2 separate regions of the Sus scrofa genome follow, and region 2 is linked to region 1. Evidence: chromatin contacts called from public Hi-C data. All regions are on one chromosome and are shown on one strand. Each heading gives the region's core, a stretch centred on a gene start, on an enhancer-like site or on the middle of the called end of the contact. The rest is flanking DNA. Distances are from core to core; before and after follow the strand shown. Region 1 overlaps SYNE2 (nesprin-2). Region 2 overlaps SYNE2 (nesprin-2).

Region 1 (5,349 bases), core at 2,558-5,057:
GGCATCTCAGTGACTGAGGTGTAATAGTGCTGTCCCCTGGCAGAAGGGCGCTCACCTTGGCTTCAGATGCTGGTGACGATGCTGCTACAGGCTCTTCAGGGTTGGCCTCATCCAAGCTAGGCAGGGATGAGCCCAGGTTCTGAAATCCACACCCCGAGAATTGAGTTTGTGGAAGCAGACTCTGAACAGTCTCAAGAGCATAAAAACATGCCTCCTGCAGGCTCTTCATCATTCCACTGCCCTCTCCCAACCCTGAGCTTCTTGAGGGAGGGTGTCTTCCTTCTGTGCTCATCCCCTCCCAGAGAGCCTTTCTCACCGTCAAGGGGAGATAAACAAGGAGAGGCTGGCCACCTGCACCCCACATTGGTTATGGGGGGATGAGTTTGGCAGCAGCAGGGAAACAGAAACAGTGTGACAGCGAGCTGGCTGGAGGTGACACCATCACGTGGCCGGACATGTGTACTCCAGTGGGAAGGGGCCAGACCGAGAGATACCTGTGGAGTCTGCTGTTCTGAGCTGGAGCACATTTTAGAGAAGAAGGTAGACCTATGAGAGTGGTCAGAAGAGACCCACCAGGTCAAGGAGAGGACGAGGGGACTGTCCCGTGAGAAAAGTGAAGACACAGAGGGACCTGGCCTGTCTTTCATGACCCTAGCCATGTTGATGGGTACTGTTGTTGGTTCCCTCTTACAAGTGACAGCACGGCTTCCAAGAGCTTTGGTCACTTGTCATGGCCACGACACACACAGCTAGAAAGGGGCACAACCCCACTGGGGCCACGTGCATGCAGCCTCCCTCCGCTAGCAAGGCTGCAGCACCACTCTCCCATTTGCCTCCACAAGGACATCTTCATATTTAAAAGCCACAAAGGGGGAGTTCCCGTAGTGGCACAGCGGTAACAAATCCGATAAGGAACCATGAGGTTGAGAGTTCAATCCCTGGCCTCGCTCAATGGGTTAAGGATCTGGCATTGCCATGAGTTATGGTGCAGGTTGCAGACACGGTTCGGATCTGATGTTGCTGTGGCCGTGGTGTACGCCAGCAGCTACAGCGCCAATCAGACCCCTAGCCTGGGAACCTCCATATGCCGCAGGTGTGGCCCTAAAAAGACAAAAATAAACGCCACAAGGGGACTCACCTGGCTCCCCTCCAGGGACATTAAGTCCTGGGACACTTGCTCCAATAACTGTTTGAATTTCTTCTCAATCACATGGACCTTCTCTTCAGCCTCAATGTAGTCTTCCCCATGCCCCTTGGTAAGCAGGCTGTTGGAAATCTCTCGTAAGGAACTTACTTGAGGTTGACGTGCCACAAGCTCCTTTTCCAGTTGCTAAAAATACAGAAGTGTAAAATAATTGCTTACTGAAAGGGAAGATAGTGTGGCTGGAAGAAGCTTCCTCAGTGCCAGGAAAGGTCCAGGATGAACTCAACTCCAGAACCACCTTCTCCTCCTACCTGCCTTTCTGTCCTTGGACTTGGCATCACTTAGCTTATACCTGACTTACTTTTCATTCCTTCTTGTTCTGGAGGCAACTGCAGTGCTGGAGGAAGTAGAGGAGAGGAGTGAGGGGTGATATGAGAAGACTGAGCCCTCATCCACCATGGCAGGAAGCCAAGGGAAAGTCTGGAGTGGATAACTTGGGAAAGCACAGCTTTACGGAAACCATTTAGAAATACAGAGGTAGTGGGTGAGTCCGCTTTATTGTCTTGCTTGATGTTTAATCTGATGGCCACTGGACCACATACACATAGTATTAAAAGCTCAGTTCTGGTCACAAGAGCCACATTTCAAGTGCTCAGTTGCTACCTGTGGCTGGTGGCTGTCACGGTGAACAGTGCAGATGGGGAACATTTCCATCGCTGCACAAAGTTCCATTAGAGCTGCTCTGGATTGTGGGGCTTTACAAAGATTTTAGTACAAAAACACATGTTTTAAACAATGTCCAGCGCTTTGATTAAATTTAAAATATTTAAAATTAAACCAGATATAAAATACGTGAATAAAAATGTCACCTTGAGTGCACATGAGAATATATGTCTCATGTTGGCTTGTTGGTGAAATAAATATATGAAAGCACAACTACCCTCCCAGAAGAAAGTCTGTGCCATGTGGATATAGAAACTCATACAGCTGTCCTCCTGGCTGTGGGGCAACTGAACATCCGGATTCCCCCCAAAATAGCTGTATTTACAGGATACTGCTGAACACCTAGACCCCCAGTTCCTGAGTCTTGAAGACTTCCTGCTCTGGACCACAGCTTTTCACTCCTGCATCATTCCGCATGAGAACTGCAAAGGATCCTCAGCAGCCACCACCAGGAACACGAGGACCAGAACACCCTCAGAGCGCTATTTTCAGGAAGGCCAGGTGAGGGCACCCAAGTACTGACCTCCTGAGCAGCCCAGTTGTAGCGCAGGACCCTGGCAGTGTAACCTACCGTGAGTTCTTCCCGACACACCAGGAGAGCCTGATGGTTCGCCTCTGGGTCACGGATGTGAGCCTTCTGCCTCTGGCTCTCGGCACTCGCTAACCACAGCAGCAGATTTTGACTCAAGTGGTGGAAATCCTTAAAAACAAAGACATGGGGAGTTCCTGTCATGGCTCAGTGGTTAAGGACTCCGACTAGGAACCATGAGGTTGCGGTTCAATCCCTGGCCTTGCTCAGTGGGTTAAGGATCCAGCATTGCCCTGAGCTGTGGTGTAGGTTGCAGACGCAGCTTGGACTCTGTGTTGCTGTGGCTCTGGTGTAGGCCGGTGGCTACAGCTCTGATTGGACCCCTAGCCTGGGAATCTCCATATGCCACAGGAGTGGCCCTAGAAAAGGCAAAAGGACAAAAAAAAAAAAAAAAAAAAAGAAATGGTTGCTTTGCTCTTAGAACTATGAGGGCAGGTGTGCTGGGAAGCAGCTTGCTGCTTCTAATCCATCATCATCGTCTGCTCTTCTGGTCTTTATCCAGTGAATAAAAGGGCCAGAGTTAAACTAAATGCCAGGCCCCAAACAAAGGACATCAGAAAAGGAGAACATGCTGGGCATAGACCCAGGACGCGCAAGAAGGGTTCTCTCAAGTGAAAAGTGCTGGCAGAAAGGTGGGCTTCAGAATGCTCCACCTGACATCACGTAGGGCCCACACAAATTATTCCACAAATTTGCTAATTCAATGGTCACGCGAGACACCCTGACAAAACAGGCTGCTCATGGGCTCACGATCTTGAAGATGGAATCAGAGCTAACCTGGGCTGGGCATTTACTATGTGTCAGGAGCTGGGTCAAGGTTACAGAATGTGGTCCCAAAAAGAATCCTGTGAAGCAGGCACTGGAATTATTCCCATCTTCAGATAAGAAAACTGAGTCTGAAATGTTCAGTGATTGGCCCACAGCCTCACAGCTATTAAATTTAGCTGCAGAGCTGGGTTCAACTGCTCCCTGTTCCAGGGCAAGATTGCTCAGTCACTCTGCTATCTAGCCTTCCTGGCGGAAGGATAGATTGGGGGGGGGGGCGATATTGATGTGACATCTCCAGCCTCCCAAGGAGCTAGCTGGCACCCTCTCACTATGAGCAGGTCTGCACCTGGGTGGGAAACAAATGCAGGGCAAGAAGCAGGTCTCTGAGACAGTAGGTGGGCCTCTGGAAACAGATGGGGAGCACATGCTTCCTAATATGAGCCATATTTGGCTGCATCCAAGTGGCCCGATGTTGATAAAAATATCTGCCTCTCCCACCCACGTGGGCCTGGCTGTGGGGCCTCCGGGTGCTGAGCTGGCATACCTGGCACTGCATGAGCGACTGTCGTAAGCCCTCCCTCCAGCTCTCCACCGCCTCCTGGGCCGCGTCCCAGCGCAGGCTCAGCTGGCTGACTCGATCTTGGAGCTCTTTGGAGTCGGCACTCTCGGTCTGCAGAAATTCCTTGCTGCTCACATTGACAGAGACCAGCAAAGCCTTGTGGGTGTTAAAGGCTTTTACTATCTCCTATGGAAGAGAGAAGAGACTGGGTGAGGTGCTCTCAAAACAGGGATGAGGATCATTTTGAACCTCAGTGGGGAATGGATCTTCCAAATCCTTCTCCAAGCCACAGCCCCAGATACGAGGGTGACGTCGCCTGTGACTGGCTGGGGAGCATCAGGGGAGGGAGCTGCCTTACAAGGTCACCAGCTTGGCTGGGCAGCTGACGGACTGAGAATGGAGGCCTGACTCCTGGAGGACTGGCTATACTGGGGGCATGAACAGACCCTGCTGACCTCCAGTTGGCTTCATGATGACATTTCCGAATCAGATTAAAAGTCTTCTGGGTAAAGCACCGTTATCCTAAATTTGCCCCTAATGTCCCAGAAGTGCCATTCTTTAGGATGAAGGGTAAGCACAAAGTAAAACAGTAGTACGTGCGTGAAGATGGCCTGGATACCCCTAACCCCTTCCCTGGGTTCTCCCAGGAGCCCGGGCTCATGTTCTGAGCACCCACAAAGTGTAGGCTCAAGGTGCACCCCCACCCACCATGGCCCGTCAGTTCCAATGGGGCAAGGGCTGACTGTGTGGGTGACAGAGCCTAACTGGGTAGCAGAGTAACCATCTCAGGCCACTGAACTCATCAATAGGTGAGCTGTCCTACTCCCCCACCCCAAATGTGCCACCCCTGCTCCTGCCTGTACACATTTGGAAGGGTGTTTTAAGCGGCCTGCCCATTGCCGCTAGTGCCTCCAGAAGAGTCTTGAGGCACCTCTGAGGTCAGAGCAGAGCCACACCTCCCCAGCACTGCTCTGGGCTTTGGGATCATCTGCAGGTGCGCCTCTGAAGAAAACACAAGCCTGCATCCGTGTCTCTGCCAGTTACAGACATGAAACAGAGGAGATGGACTGGTACACACACCATGCCCCAGTCGACCCTGATGCCACTAACAGATCAGACGTGCTCACCAGCACCACCAGCACTTACACCCGCCCTCACTCACCTTCAGCCTCTTCACTCGGAGTTCTATCTCCTGCATATCAGAGGGAGGCTCTGCCAACTTTAATGTCTCCAACTCTGCTTCAGTTTTTTCCAGCCAAGTGGTAATGTCGCTGATACTGGAGTTAAGCTGCTGCAAGTTTTGCTTTATTCTGAGTTTCTTGTGAAGTTCTTGTGCTTGGATCAGCTCCCATCTATCAAAGTCACCTGGAATAACAAGCCGCCAACAAAAAGAAGCAATCACGCAAGTAGATTTCTCTGCTTCCACCTAATTCAGGGTCACAGTGATAAAACCCATCAGGGATGCTGGTTCCAAGAGGCCCGGGGTTTGGAGGCTATCAACTTCCCTTGGTTGTGGAACAGCATGTTGCCCTCACTCTGGTTCAAGGCTGGGGCCGCTGCATTCCC
Region 2 (5,103 bases), core at 353-2,852, 180 kb after region 1:
GCAGAGAACTGTAACTCAGATGAGGGAGAAAGGAGAAAAAAAAAAAAAAACAGCAGAAAAACAGCTAAGTGATCTGGAGATTCTCAGCCTCCAGGAAAAAGACTTTAGACTGTTGATGCTGAAGATGATGCAAGACATTGGAAATAAACTGGAGGCAAAGATGGATAACTTACAGGAAACACTGAGCAAAGAAATACAAGATTTAAAACTTAAGCAGAGATGCAAAATACAATAACTGGAATAAAAAAAATTCAGTAGAAGCAACAACAGCAGAATACAGGAGGCTGAAGAACAAATAAGTGAGGTGGAGGACAGACTAGTGGAAATCACTAATGCAGAACAGAAGAGATAAAAGATTGAAAAGAAATGAAGACAGTCTAAGAGAACTCTGAGACAATGTTAAACGTACCAACTTCCATATTACAGGGGTGCCAGAACAAGAAGAAAGAGAGAAAGGGACAGAAAAAATATTCGAAGAGTTAATAGCCAAAAACTTCCTTAACATGGGAAAGGAACTACTCACTCATATCCAGGAAGCACGAGTACCATATAAAATAAACCCAAGGAGGAACACCCCAAGACACATATTAATCAAACCAACCAAAATTAAAGACAAAGAGAAAATATTGAAAGCAGCTAGGGAAAAGAAACAAATAACATATATGGGAACCCTGATAAGGTTATCAGCAGATTTTTCAGCAGAAACTCTGCAAGCCAAAAGGGAGTGGCACGATATATTTAAAGTAATGAAAGGAAAAAACCTCCAACCAAGATTACTCTCCCCAGTAAGGCTTTCATTCAGATTTGAAGGAGAAATCAAAAGCTTTACAGACAAGCAAAATCTAACAGAATTCAGCACCACTAAACCAGCTTTACAACAAACTAAAGGAACTTCTCTAGGCAGAAACGAAAAGGCCACAACTAGAAACAAAAATACTACCAATGACAATGATCATCAGTAAAGGTATACAGTAAAGGCAGGAAGTCATCCACACACAATTATGCTACCAAAATCAGAAATCGTGAGAAGAGGAGGGTACAAATACAGGACACTGGAGATGCACTTGCAAATAAGAGACCAACAACTTAAAACAATCTCGTATGGAAATTATATGCCAAAAAAATCCCTAGCAAATCCTCCTCCTGATCCATGACGTAGTTAAAAATGAAGAATTGGAATAGCAACCTGAACAAGACGTTTTTATACTCCCGAGGCTGGGTTTATGGCTTTCCAGAGGGAAACACAGAGTGCATCAAGCCAACTCTCGTTTCTCCACCACGACAGAATTAATTGCCACCCTCTGCTCTTTCCTTCCTTTGCTCCAAACACCAAGTCCCCCTCCTCCCTGGAAACACTACCCCAGATTCACCTTCTCTGGAAAAGCTTCCAGATATAATCCCAAATGATTCTGATGATCTAAGTCAAACCAAGAGCTTAACTTTATCTTCCTCTACACTCAGTGTCTAACAACTTAAGAACTATACAACCCACTCAGTGTCTAATACCCCCTTAGGAACCAGACAAATCTACTCTGAAGGCAGTTCCTCTCCAGCCCTGCCCCTGACATTGCCATTGCCTCTGAAGCACTGACACACATTCTTCTGACATCCGAGCAAACTTGCACCTGCCACAGCTCTAAGTAATCGTCTCTATTCCAATCCCTCGGCACTCAGTGAGGATGGACAATCAGTAGATATTACCCTCACAAAAGTGGATATGCTTTCTCTCTTCTATATGCACTAAAATAATTTTAGACCCGTTACAGCCTTTCTCTTTTTTAAGCTCAATCATCGGAATTTCTTCACCCAATCCACAGTGCTATTTAAGACACGTTTGCACTTTTCCTCTAAATCTTTTCAAAATTAAGAGTTCGCTCCAACCTCTGAAATTTTGTTTCCACAGTCATACCTTTATTTTTTGGATTCTTTCCTCAAGAGGCATTTTGCCTTCAGATGAATTCAAAACCATAAGGGACTCTTTAATCCCTGTTATCCAATGAATCACATCATGTGCAAGATCATCAAACAGCTGGTCTTTGGCAGGAGGTAACTTATCCTCTTCATCAGTTTCACGTAATTGTCTCAATAATGTCTGGTATCTATCAATCAAACGTGTTGATTCCATTACGATCTCTTCTTCCTCAGTAAGCCCATATTCCTTCACTGAGTCATTCATCTGGGCTATAGTTTCAAATTGTTCACTGTAAATTCCAAATAGCATTGAAAGTTTATAGGAGCCAAGATACCACTTGTGAAATCATACTCCCAAGAAACATATTTCAAGCAAGATCAGCTATACCTCTTTCTAGCAAGAGTTTGGCAAAGTAGCTCAGTTTGCTCTCTTGATCCTCCCATTTCTTTCCATTTCTCTTCTTGATTAGCCAACCACTTACTCAGGTTTCTGTGGTCCTCCTGAAGTCTAAAAGAACACCACACACATTAGAATATAAAATCAGCAAAAAGTGTTTATCTGAAGAGAAGGCTGACAAAAATCTTGTGACGCGACCAGGTTTTTTTTACTGCTTTTTTTGGTTATTCTTTAGAGAAAGTTTAATTTATAACATTAAAATCTGAATAATGTAATAACCTTCATTATAGTGGAGTTCTAAGGAGCCATACATATATATCATAAAGAACGGGAAACAAAACAGAAACTATTTTTGATGCGATCCTGCTGTACAGCACAGGGAACTACAGTCACTTGGGATGGAACATGATGTAGGATAATGTGAGAAAAAGAATATATATATGTATGTGTGTGTGTGTGTGTGTGTGTGTGCAGGACTGGGTCACTTTGCTGTACAGGAGAAATTGACAGAACACTATAAACCAGCTATAATGGAAAAAAATAAGAATCATAAAATTAAAGAAAAAATTTTTGGACTCTCTCCTTTGCCACAATTCAAAGAAGTCTCCAAACTTCCACATTCCTAGAGCCAAACTTTGGATCTGAAGTACATATTTTATTTTTGAAATTTGTATTACTATGTATCCCACTGCTGGCTGTACTGAGGCAGAGTACATGTGAAGACATCATTAGCAAGCATGTTATTCCCGACATCACCTTTATTTCCTACCTTAGGAGCTGCTGCAAGCAATCATCAAGCTCCTTTGCTCGTGCCTGGCATATGGACTCCATTTTTTCTAATTCAATTTCTTGACTAACGATCCAACTGTTAAGCTTCTTAACATACGCTTTAGGGAGATGCTTCTTCACATGATCCAGTACAGTTACTACCTGCTGTATTTCACTGCCCCTTCCTTCAAGAGTCAAGAAATCCTTAAGAAAGACAAAAAGTCAATTATCTCCTACAGGCAAGTCTAAGTTTGGTGGTCCCTGCCACTCTAGTGACAATTCACCAAGATGGTACACAGACATGCCACCGTCATGATATCTTATATAAAAGAAGAGCTATGGAGATAGGGCCAAAGATTCAAAGATGATTTATGGTGTGTGTGTGTGTGTGTGTGTGTGTGTGTGTTTGTGTGTGTTTATGTCTACATCTGCATTTGCATTTGACTTTCCAGGAATCACATCAAGCAAAACAATGAGTGGGTCGGTGGGAATAAAACCAAGAAAGCTGTCTTTTCTTATTCTGGCTCAGCTCAACTTCTCCTAAATACTTGCTCCTTCCAGGCAATCAACATGCAAAACTAAACAGTCTATTCTCTATTCAAATTTGTCCAAATCAGAATTTTATTTCAATGTTTGTGTTTCAAGGTTTGAGCTTCAGTTGCTGAGACTCATGCAATTTTAATTTTATTTTATTTTATTTCATTTTATTTATTTATTTTTGGTCTTTTTAGGGCTCCACCTGCGGTATATGGAGGTTTCCAGGTGAGGGGTCTAATCAGAGCTGTAGCTGCTGGCCTATGCCAGAGCCATAGCAACACCAGATCTGAGCCGCATCTGTGACCTATACCACAGCTCACGGCAACTCTGGATCCTTATCCCACTGAGCAAGGCCAGGGATCAAACCTGCAACCTCATGGTTCCTAGTCAGATTCGTTTCTGCTGCGCCACAACAGGAACTCCCCATGCAATTTTAAATGGTAAAATTTAAAGGAAAAATAATTGCAACTATGAACTAAAAAAAAGAAAAAAACTAATTATGTCGATAGGAATTAAACTGGGAATATTTAATGCTATTGATAAGCTTGAGCTTATCAAAGCCTAAAGTACTTGATCATCTACCCTAAAGTGAGTAAGGACTGAGGGTGCCATAGGTATTTTAAAGGCCCCCAGGCACCCTGCCTCATTTCAGGTTACCTTCCACTCAACTCCCATCAACAGTGTATTAAAGTTCAACTGCAATTTTTGAAAGAAATACAGCTGGGGAAAATTTCATAACAAGTCAAGTGCTCTCTTACAGGAAACAAAGGGAATTCAAAGTCCAAATTAGGTAAAGCCTTTATTTTTATCTAATATGATTTTAACACAACTGAATCTACCAGTGAACATTAAGTTAAACAGCATCTTAGAACAGTTGTGAAAACAGAACCTATTTAAGTCGCTTGCACCCTTACCAGGTAAACACAGAGTTTCAAAAGATTTGGGGGAAAGGCCAGGTTGAGGGGAAACATTATTTCTATGTAGGGAAATTATTAAAGCCAAACTATTATCCTATTTACTTATATACAGGTCTATCTCCAGGATTTTAATTTTGATGGATTTTGATTGAAATTTATACATGTCTTCTTACAGAAAGTTTTTGCAGCTTTTGTTCCACACTCTTTTTTGTTTCTGATGATTCAAAGCACTCCTTTAGGCTCATTTTAATGTTGCCAAACCAGTCATTAAAGTTCTTGCACTGATCTGCAGGGAAAAAAAAAAGGACACTGTATCTGTTAAGACAGACTTCGCACATTGTTATAGTTAAAGAGATTTTGAAACTTGCTTCCCATACTGTAGGTACAAGTAACTGTAAAGTGATAATAAACTAAAACCTAATTTTGAGGGTTAATGAAGCCTTCACAATAATCATGGCATATTTTATATATCAAACCTCCTTTCCAAGCCTAGAGGGTATGCAAAGACACTTGCAGGAGCAGCCTGCTCACAGGCCTTGTCCCCAGACTCACTGACTACAGTAACCAGGTCCA

Evidence for each region. Hi-C and Micro-C count contacts between places; a contact is called where the count stands out from the background.
Region 2: a contact with region 1 is called in a Hi-C map of fetal skeletal muscle, with 1.8 times the contacts expected there. The contact joins two enhancer-like sites. A contact is called at or near these places in 3 of 47 Hi-C or Micro-C datasets (embryonic fibroblasts, fetal skeletal muscle and skeletal muscle).

What each region holds. Positions count from the first base shown.
Region 1 is chr1:193,913,679-193,919,027 of Sscrofa11.1, forward strand. SYNE2 (nesprin-2) reads right to left here. Exons shown (of 117, transcript XM_021074116.1): 111 at 4,946-5,148; 112 at 3,769-3,969; 113 at 2,439-2,567; 114 at 1,139-1,330; 115 at 56-139. Among named protein-coding and RNA genes, the nearest start is that of ESR2, 72 kb to the left of the region's middle. Within about 2 kb of position 3,808, at least 14 of the 83 cell types and tissues checked have an H3K27ac peak or open chromatin away from gene starts, as enhancers often do. A contact at or near this core is called in fetal skeletal muscle, where this site is marked.
Region 2 is chr1:194,093,164-194,098,266 of Sscrofa11.1, forward strand. It overlaps SYNE2 (nesprin-2), which reads right to left. Exons shown (of 117, transcript XM_021074116.1): 39 at 4,704-4,816; 40 at 3,078-3,280; 41 at 2,300-2,419; 42 at 1,910-2,201. Among named protein-coding and RNA genes, the nearest start is that of ESR2, 250 kb to the left of the region's middle. Within about 2 kb of position 1,603, at least 1 of the 83 cell types and tissues checked has an H3K27ac peak or open chromatin away from gene starts, as enhancers often do. A contact at or near this core is called in fetal skeletal muscle, where this site is marked.